2 separate regions of the Lactuca sativa genome follow, and region 1 is linked to region 2. Evidence: chromatin contacts called from public Hi-C data. All regions are on one chromosome and are shown on one strand. The core of a region is the stretch at or near the end of the contact, and the rest is flanking DNA. Distances in the headings are between cores, read along the strand shown. Region 1 holds the start of LOC111903071 (NAC domain-containing protein 2). Region 2 holds the start of LOC111900605 (methyltransferase FGSG_00040).

Region 1 (5,211 bases), core at 1,089-3,588, 540 kb after region 2:
GTTTAGGTTCTATGGAAAACAAAAAACCTTAAAAATCATAAAAATGCATAAAAAAAATACTTAGAGATCACAAACTTTTTTTTGAATTTTTTTATGGAAAAATCGCTACATTTAATACAAAATCGCTGAATTTTTTTTTAAAAAAAAAGTTTATTTTTTATTTTTTTTTTCAGCGATTTTATTAAAAAAGTTGCGATTTTTTCATAAAAAATTTTGAAAAAAAAGTTTTGTGATCTCTAAGTATTTATTTTATGCATTTTTATGATTTATAGGTTTTTTTTTCGGGTTTTTTTGTTTCCAAATAATCAATAATCATGAAGGAGTTTCTTGATGTCTAAAGACACGATTTATCTAATTTTGTGAAGAAATAATATTTGATTATACCATACAATTTTTTTCATTTAAAAGAGACAAACATTTACAAAATATATACTTTAACAAAAATATTTTTATTATTTATCAATGCCTAAAACATCCTTAATAATTGCAAACTAAAACCAAAACTTGTGAATTGTGATTAGATATGCATTATTGAAGTCATGACTACTAAGTGTATATGATCGATCATTACATCCTAATTGAGGATTTTTGTTAGTAAGGCCTATATATTAATTTTATTAAAAAAAATGAACTCATATATATAACTAACTTGATTTATAAGGCCAAAAGTTTAGATTGCGTTTAGTTACGGAAAAACAATTTTCATTTTCTGTTTTTCGTTTTTCCTTTTCAGTTTTCATTTTCCGTTTTCGGTTTCATTGGAAAATTTAGAAAATGTGTTTAGTTAAAACTTATTCATTTTTCATTTTCAGTTTTAAAAAATTAGAAAACGTGTTTAGATGTGTATTTTTCTATCGGTTTTCATTTTTAGAAAACGGTAGCGGTTGTAGGGTGGGCGTGGGGACGGTGGCTGTGGTGGGGGCAGCGGCATGGGACAGTGGTGGTGGTGGTGGCGGGTGGCAACGGAGTGGCGACGATGGTGGTAGCGGTAACAATTATGTTAGTGGTAGTGATGGCGGAGATGGTGGTGTTGGTGATGGGGTAGTAGTGGTGGTGATGGTAATGGTAGGTCGGTGATTGTGGAAGTGGTGTTGGGTGTGTGTGTGTGTGGGGGGGGGGGGGGGGGGGTTGGTGTATGTGTGTTTGTGGGGGTGTGGGTGGGGTGGGTGTGTGTTTGTAGGGGTGGGGTGGGTATGGGTGTGGGTGTGGGTGTTTGTGCGGGTTGGTGTGTCTGTGCGTGTGTTTGTAGGGGTTGTTGTGTGGGTGTGTATGTGTTTGTGGGGGTTGGTGTGTGTGTGTGTGTATGTGTGTGTTTGTAGGGGTGGGGTTGGGCTAAGGAGCGAGTGTAGGTAGGTAGGGTGTGGTGGGTTGGGGTATTGAGGTGATGGTAGGTAGAGATGAATGAGGTGGGAGTGAGTGTTTATATTTTAGAAAAAATTTAGAATTAGAAAAATATGAAAAACAATGATTATCAGTTTTCCAAAAAATTCTAACTTTTTTTTTTTTAATTTTAGAAAACGGAAACTTTTCATTTTCTATGAAAAATTTAGAAAAATAGACGAACTAAATGCGTTTTCAAAATTCTCATTCTTTTAAAAAAAATTCAAAAATCCGGTCTATTTTTCCATAACCAAATACACCCTTATCTTTTTCACTTTCTCTAACTTTTTCCTTCCATGTTCTTTTCCACCCTCAATAGGAAATAGTGGGTTCCCATTACCATTTATTTTTCTTTTTTAAAATAAATATATAAAAATATAATTTAATAATTATATAAATATTTAATATAATAAAATAGAAATATCTCATTAATTCTATAACAAAAAACATTACGCAGATAAAAACGATAAAAAATAATAACAAAAAGTCTGATTTTTTTTTTCTTTTTTTTTTTTTTTTTTTTTAAATTTCGTTTTTGCTCTTAAAACCTTAACAAATTCATCTTTCAAAAGATGTGGACGCTTTGCGATTGAAATTCTATATAATAGTAAAAAATTGAAAAAAAAAACAACTGCCTATTGGAGTGGAAATGATATACGTTGCCGATACTCGTCATGGCCTAATATCACATATTGGAATCTTAATTGAGACTTGTCAATTGAGTGTGCCCATAAAATAAAAGTTTGTTAAAGCACCACAAAAAAGAAAATTATATATATATATATATATATATATATATATATATATATATATATATATATATATATATATATATATATATTCCCATAAGGAGTATGGATGATTCCTATTAAATTAATGCTTGTGTGTGGTGTGTATTGCCTAATCTTGCAAGTATGGGTGTGTGCCAAGTCTCAATTGGAACTCAAATCAAAAGCAAAAAGTCAAAAGTCAAACCAACCAATCAAGATCAAGAATGATGTAATCTTCACATATCGACAAATAAACCCTTCACATAAATTCGCATCCCTTCTCCTTGCCAACATTTCAAACACTCTCACTTCTCTTCCCCCCTTTTCAGTCAATCAATTCCTCCTTTCATCTCTTCTTCGAAGTTCGAACACCCTTTTGGTTAAACATGGTTGGAAGGGAAAACAACTGTAATCTCCCACCTGGGTTTCGATTTCACCCCACCGATGAAGAATTGATCATGTTCTATCTGCGAAACCAGTCGTTATCTAAACCATGTCCTGTTTCTATAATCCCTGAAGTTGATATCTACAAATTTGATCCATGGGAGTTGCCTGGTTAGTTTTTGAATTAGTTTGTGATTGGTTATGAACTATGGAGTTTATGTTGATTGTTTTGAATTTTGATAACAGAGAAAACGGAATTTGAAGAAAACGAATGGTATTTCTTCACACCTCGCGATAGAAAATACCCAAATGGAGTTCGCCCAAATCGAGCAGCTGTTTCAGGGTATTGGAAAGCTACAGGGACAGATAAAGCGATTTACAGTGGATCAAAATACGTTGGCGTGAAGAAAGCTTTGGTGTTCTACAAAGGTAGGCCCCCAAAGGGGGTTAAAACCGATTGGATTATGCATGAGTATCGATTGAAAGAGTCTCGATCACAACCCGCTAAGAAACTCGGATCAATGAGGGTAAGAAGAACGATTTCAGTTTGCATCATGTTTGTCGATTTGATTGAATCGTTGTAAAACTCATCTGATTTACGTGTTTTACATGTTTTTCAGCTTGATGATTGGGTTCTATGTCGAATTTACAAGAAGAAAACTGCTGCAAAACCTTTGGAACAAAGAGAAGAAGATTCAAACGCCGAAAATGTTGCTTCCGATGATCATAATTCCATGGATTTGCAATCAATGAAAATTCCGAGGACGTTTTCACTTGCTCATTTATGGGAATTGGAATCATTAGGTTCGATTTCTCATCTTTTAGATGATCACAACACAAACTATGAAAACAATGCCGGAATCGAAACTGGAATTGGAATCATGCCTCAATCGTCAACTCCAATCTTGGAAACGAGGGTAAGGGAATCGCATCCCATCAAGTTTGAAGACACCCATCAAAACAACTTAAACCAATCAAGTTTTTTCAGTCCAATGTTCGGATTCCAATGATAATAGGATCATGATGGAATGGAATTGACATAGCAAGATAATGTTGAAATAGCAAAAGAAATGTTTTACTGATAATTGTAAAATAGGTCATAAATGGGATATAGAAAAAGGGGGATATCTTTCTTATTTTATTAATAGTTTTTAATGCCAAGTGGAAAATACTTTTATTTTTCAATTTGGGTAATTTTGTAAAAATGTTTTTTTTAACGTTTTTCTTTTATATTTTTAATCTCTTAACAGTTTGCTTTTCTTAAGTTCCACAACAATGAAATCGTAAATCTTATAATTATTTGTGTTCACAACTTCACATGTTATATTTGAGGTTAACGTTGTTATCCAAACTTTTTCAGAAGTTACACCTACTTTATTGCTTTACAATTAAATTAATGTTATTTATTTAGATAAATAAGAATCTTTAACTATTAATTTAGTGAAGGGTATTCCACATGGTTGACAAAAAGAATATATATGAATTTCTAACATTTTTTTATGAGTTATGAGATAGAAAAGAATATTCATTTGGCGTCGAGTCATAATTTAGATATTTATTGGTGTTGTGTCATAATTTTGGTCCATTAAAATATAGTTTGGGTGATATCAAGGAAGAAAATTAAGGTTCAAATTCTTGAATAAACCGTGATTTGATATTATCTAAGTTGTATGTTTTGGACTTTAGTTTTTATAACTCCATAGTTTTAACTTAAATCTCATTTTTTAAATATTTAAAATGGCTTCGAGTATATGGCAGCTATTTATTCATCTCGATTGTTCGACAAACATCTTTGAAGGTGACTCTTGAAAATATAAAAAGCAGTATTATCAATACATTCACGATTGTTCAGAAGATAAATAATTTAATTATATAACTATGTTCTCTAGAAAAACCACTTGTTCACATAATGTCCTTTTTTGTAACATATGAAACAAACAAAACCGTCAATTGTACACCAATATCTTACACCATCATGTAGTGACTAAGAATACGTCCATTATTACAACAAAAACAAAAGCAAGTGGGGTCTACAGCGAAAAGAAATATAATATCGTTTTCTTTGACCAGTCTTATCTTTTTATCATAAGGATATGCTTTAATCGTTCCACATGATTATTCTCCATAATATAGATGAAATAATAAAACATCTGAGACAGCTTTCAACCATAAGATTGCATGTTTCGTGTTCGTTTTGATTTAGATTTGTCAAATACATAAAATTGTGGAATGGACAAAAATGGAAAGTTAGAATGAAATTTATATGGTGAATTGGTGTGGTAGGTATGGACCAATTAAGCTAAAAGTAAAGTATTATTTGAGTGTCAAATTTTAATTGGGATTAAGTCTTAGATGGGAAGAGTTCACATCATCATCTATTATTGAATAAAAGTTTGGAAGTTTAAAATAATATATAATTGAAAAAAATGAATGTGAAAATTTAATTGAGATGAAGTCATATTTAACAAGAGTTTACATCATGTTCTATTGAAAAAGTGTTTGGGAAATTAAAATAGAGAAATTCTATTCTTAGTTTCTTACCCTCCAAATTGCTTTGTGTATATTTCTACGTGACTGTAATAGTAATATAGTAATTGTGTATCCCATGTAACTATTTATGTAAATAAAAATGATACATATAGTAATGCCTTTAAAATAAAGTGTGGTTGATAATACA
Region 2 (5,185 bases), core at 1,947-4,446:
GCCCGTTTGCCATCTCACTCATTGTACGATGACAATTAAAAATAATTTATGTTTGTATTTTATAAAAAAAAACTATGTATGGAGGAGGCGGACAAAATCATAAAAGTAAGGTTTTAAAGTGTATCTTAAAAAAATTAATAAAATCAAAATTATGTAAGTGACGAAAACGTAACTTTAATGTGAGGGGTAACTCATTTACAATTTGTAGATAAAATGTGGTTTACAAAATCAGCAATCCATTTATAGCAGCGTCTTAATTATATCATATCGTGTGGACCATAAAAGTATCAAAATATAATTTCAATCCAAAAAGTTATGTATTTAAGGGACAGACGGAAATAAGACTTGAAAATATATTTTGAGGAAATTAATAAAACCGAAAACTAAAAGGAAAATTATGTAAGAGACGAAAAATATAACTTTAAAATATAGTAAAGGAACCAAATCATAACTTATAAAATATCAATAATTTAATTATAAAGTATGAAAATTATTATATCAAAACTTCTAAAGTGAAAATGTAGCAATCTCTATCATAAATAAAATCTCTATTTTACAATAGATATTTATTTTGCATCTTTGTATTATACGCGGAAAAAATTATAATATGATTTGGCTAATCATTTTCGCTCTAAATCAGGTCATTTATTACACAACGGTATAGTAAACAAACCTATAAATGACAAAGTGAATATTTATAAAAATTATTCTTGAAAATATTCAACTATATATGTTAAAAAAAGAGAGAACATTTTTTTTTGGTGTTACATAGGATGTACCGGCTTGTAAAGTACATATTTGGGCCCGAAGTTTGGAAATTTCGTGTGACCCTTATATAAATAATGGGTTAATATATTTTATTTCAGTTACATGGTGTCTTGATTTATTTTGGGGGGGTTTAAAACTATAAACATTATCAACTATTGCTTTATTTATGTACAGTTGACATACGTTTACAATATCGACGAATCTAGAAGATGAGGATGAGAATGAATGTGGAAGATGAAAATGACAGTTGCCAGTGACATGATGTAATAAGTTTAGCTAAACTATATTTAAACACAAAATAATAGTAGTTGATAAAATCTTGATATAGACGTTACATAAGCAACACGTAGACGCCATATAAGTGATAAGCGGCCAATAATATGCAAAACCGTTAAATTTCAAACAAAAACATTCAATTTGAGACCATAAAAAGCTGAAAAAATAGCGATCTAGAATACACATAAAATAAAATTGGTTATATTTTTTTAATATGAATACAAAAATACATATATAGACACCGAGTTACATGATAAAAACATTATAGTCGTTTATACAACGTGATCACATCTTGGATTTCAAGAAATATGTTTTTGGGGGAAATTTTTTAGATAACAATAATTTATTATTATTATTATTTTTAATTTTTATTTATTTATCATTTACATGTTTTTTTGGTGAAATAACAAAGTAAATCATTAGCCGAAGTAAAAATAATATGTTTCGTGAAGAGAAAAAAAAACGAAGATTCATTTTTGCGATGTCACGGATATTGTTTGAAAAGTAAAATAAAATTTGATTCGGTAAAAAAAATGAGTTGTCGAGAGGTTTATTCAGGAATTTTTTTTTGTGAATCATGTTATTCTTATATTTTCTAATGATTTATTTGGTTGGTTCAACAAGAAACATGCAAATCATAAGGTTCATACTCTTTTAATTCATCGTCACATCAACTCTTTTTTATACTTTTACTTAGGTTAAGGGCATCGACAATCCAACTCTATAGAGTTCAATGGATTGTCACATCATCTATTAAACATCTATACAATGCCACTCAGAATCATTAAACACTTATTCAATCGTAATCACCACTTTATCATTTCTATTAAACCATTCAATAATCATTCAACATCTCCATTTATCTTTACTCCATGTTACCGCCCACATTCCGTTCAACTCTTATTCGATCCTAGTCATCACCACATTCAACTCGTATACTACTTGCATTATGGATGCTCTAACGGGAGTAGAGCCGCTATGGGGCTTGCTATGGCGCTCACTAGGAGAAGGAACACCGCCCCTAGCTGTCATTAGGGGGCTTGTTACACTATATTACTCGTTAAGCCGAGAGAGAGAGAGAGAGAGAGAGAGAGAGAGAGAGAGAGAGAGAGAGAGAGAGAGAGAGAGAGAGAGAGAGAGAGAGAGAGAGAGAGAGAGAGAGAGAGAGAGAGAGAGAGAGAGAGAGAGAGAGAGAGAGAGAGATTGTCTGTGCATCTGTTGACCACAAAAACAATTGACAGTTGCTATTTTTTTTTCAAAATAAAACCTATTTAAAGTCACACTATCACTTCCTATATTTTTCAATATAAAATGCTAAGACTAGGTGACAATAAAAAACCTATGTGTCCATAAAAAAACTTAGATGACAATATATTAGGAGTATTACTCTTTCGAGCCTTATACACATTCCATCCATATTGAAATTAATCCATTTCATCCATCCTAACATGCAACCTACACAATTTTCAATTTTAAAATACATATAAAATTAATTTATAAAGTATATAAAAATAATTGTTGTACAGATATTATAAGTATTATATAAACTGAAGAGATAGAGTTGAACGAATTAGAGTACAATAAAGTTGCTCACCATCATTCTGAACCCACTATTTTGAACTCATGTAAATGTAGAGTCATGAGCTTGGAGGTACCGATGTACCTTGGTGCCCATCCTATTTTTTTTTATTACAACTCCGTTCACCCTTAGCATCTATTTTTTCTTGATTTTATAGGAACATGGTTTGCAAAAGGAATTATGTAATCACATTTCCTCTAATTGAGAATTGGTTATTTATGATCTGGCGCAATTAAAATGCTTATTTATATGATTTCTTTTACTTAATTATACAATAATGTCAATTTTAAAAATTTATAAAATTTTATTGTACTATTTTATCAATTAAGGCAAACGACACAAATTATAACATGTTATCGATATTATGTCTTTTTGCCCAACAATAAAATGTTGTATATTTAATATAGAAAATCTTATAGTTTTATGCATATTTTCTCACCCAAACTCATTACTCATCATTCTCCTTAAAATTAACTCGACCGTTAGATTTATAAAGGCATTATTTTAAATGAATATTTATAACAATCACAGGAATCTTGACTTGACTACTTGCAGTTAACTTAACTTATATGACCGTTACTTTCCTATTTGATTTCAAATTTACACTCATCGCCCCAAAAGAACACACACACTAACACACAGTTTGAACTGCCATTGAAGATGAAAGAACCAGAGCAACAACAAACCACAGAAGAAGAGAAAATGCAAGATCTCAGATTCAAAGCCAAGGGGCTTCTCCATAGAGATGAATGGGAACAATCAATCCAAACATATTCCCAACTCATCTCTCTCTGCCAAACCCATATCTCTAATCCCCAAACTCGACCCGACCCGAAACTCCAAAAATCCCTCTGTTTAGCCTTCTCCAACAGAGCCGAAGCAAGATACAAAACCCGTGATTTCGATCAAGCTCTCAAAGATTGTGACGAGGCATTGCAAATTGAAAACACCCATTTCAAAACGCTCATGTGTAAAGGTAAGATCTTGCTTAATCTTGATAGATACAGTATGGCTTTAAACTGCTTCAAGATTGCTAATCTTGATCATCCCAGTAATCAAGATTCTGAAACCTTAAATGGGTATTTGGAAAAAACGAAAAAGCTTGCATTTTTATCAAGATCTGGAGCATTTGATTTTAGTAATTGGGTTTTAAATGGGTTTAAGGGTAATCTGCCTGAGTTAGCAGAGTATATTGGCGCTTTAGAGATCAAGAAATCTGAGATTAGTGGTAGAGGATTGTTTGCAACGAAGAACATTGATGTTGGTTCTTTGTTGTTGGTCAATAAAGCTATAGCAACCGAAAGAGGGATATTGCCAGAATCCAAAACTCAAGATTTGGGTGAAAATGCTCAAATGGTAATGTGGAAGAATTTCATAGACAAAGTTGTTGCATCAACTTCAAATTGTAAAAGAACACAATACTTGATTTCAAAGTTATCGGTTGGTGAAAATGAGGAAGATCTTGAGGTTCCTGATATAAGTAGTTTTAGGCCCGAATACGAGCAAGAGTGTGGCTTTTTGGGTGAAAAGATTGATATGGGAGTCATGTTAAGCATATTGGATGTGAATTCACTTGTTGAAGAAACATTTTCAAGCAAATTTTCGGGTAAAAATGGCGATTATCATGGTGTTGGGATATGGGTTTTGGCTTCTTTTATCAACCATTCCTGTAACCCTAATGCGAAAAGATTTCACATTGGTGACCATGTGATTGTTCATGCTTCCAGGGATATAAAAGAAGGTGAAGAGATCACATTAGGCTATTTTGATGTTTTTTCGCCTTTGAAAACCCGAAAAGAAATGACAAAGAATTGGGGGTTTGATTGTCATTGCAAAAGGTGCAAATTTGAGAATGGTGTTTCCGAAAAACAAGAAATGGGAGAGATTGAAATGGGGTATGAAAGAGGGGTTGATGTTGGTAACATGGTGTATAAGTTAGAGGAGAGTATGAGGAGGTGGATGGTAAGAGGTAAAATGAAGGGGTATTTGAGAGCTTCATTTTGGAAGGTTTATTCGGAGCTTTTTGTATCAGAAAAGTTGATGGTGAAGTGGGGGAGAAGAGTTCCGGCGATGGAGGTGGTGGTGGAGAGTGTCGTTGAGGCGGTTGGCGGTGATGAGAGGGTATTAAGGGTAGTTGTTGAAGGGATGAAGAGGAATGGTGGTAGTGGTGGTGTGGTGGAGATGGAAAAGGCAATGAAGTTAGGAAGGGGTGTTTATGGGAAGGTCATGAAGAAGCAAGCAATGAGAAGTTTAATTTGTTGATCAAATTGGGAAGATTAAATGCATTTGTTCCACATTAGGGTTTTTTTAGAGTAACTTCTCATTGCAATTGTAGGGTAATTTTTTTTGGGTTCGTGTTGCATTCCAAATTATGTTGGAATAGATAAAAGACGAACTATTTTAGTTCTTACAAATGTTTTTGATCTTTTAATTTCTTTTAGTTAGTCATCAAATTTTAAAGATCTACTTAGTGAAACATTGAAATTTCCAATCACCGAAGTGGAATATTTATGAAAGGCAGTTTCTATTTAATGGTGATGTTAGTCTTTACAAAATTGTTTA

Evidence for each region. Hi-C and Micro-C count contacts between places; a contact is called where the count stands out from the background.
Region 1: a Hi-C map of leaf shows a contact between it and region 2, with 4 times the contacts expected there. The contact joins the promoter of LOC111903071 here to the promoter of LOC111900605 in region 2. A contact is called at or near these places in 2 of 4 Hi-C or Micro-C datasets (both in leaf).

The regions. Positions count from the first base shown.
Region 1 is chr8:74,944,446-74,949,656 of Lsat_Salinas_v11, forward strand. It overlaps LOC111903071 (NAC domain-containing protein 2), which reads left to right and starts at 2,339. Exons shown (of 3, transcript XM_023898868.3): 1 at 2,339-2,705; 2 at 2,781-3,061; 3 at 3,155-3,793. The coding sequence starts at 2,537. The coding sequence ends at 3,544.
Region 2 is chr8:74,405,414-74,410,598 of Lsat_Salinas_v11, forward strand. LOC111900605 (methyltransferase FGSG_00040) reads left to right here and starts at 3,197. Exons shown (of 1, transcript XM_023896489.3): 1 at 3,197-5,155. The coding sequence starts at 3,284. The coding sequence ends at 4,885.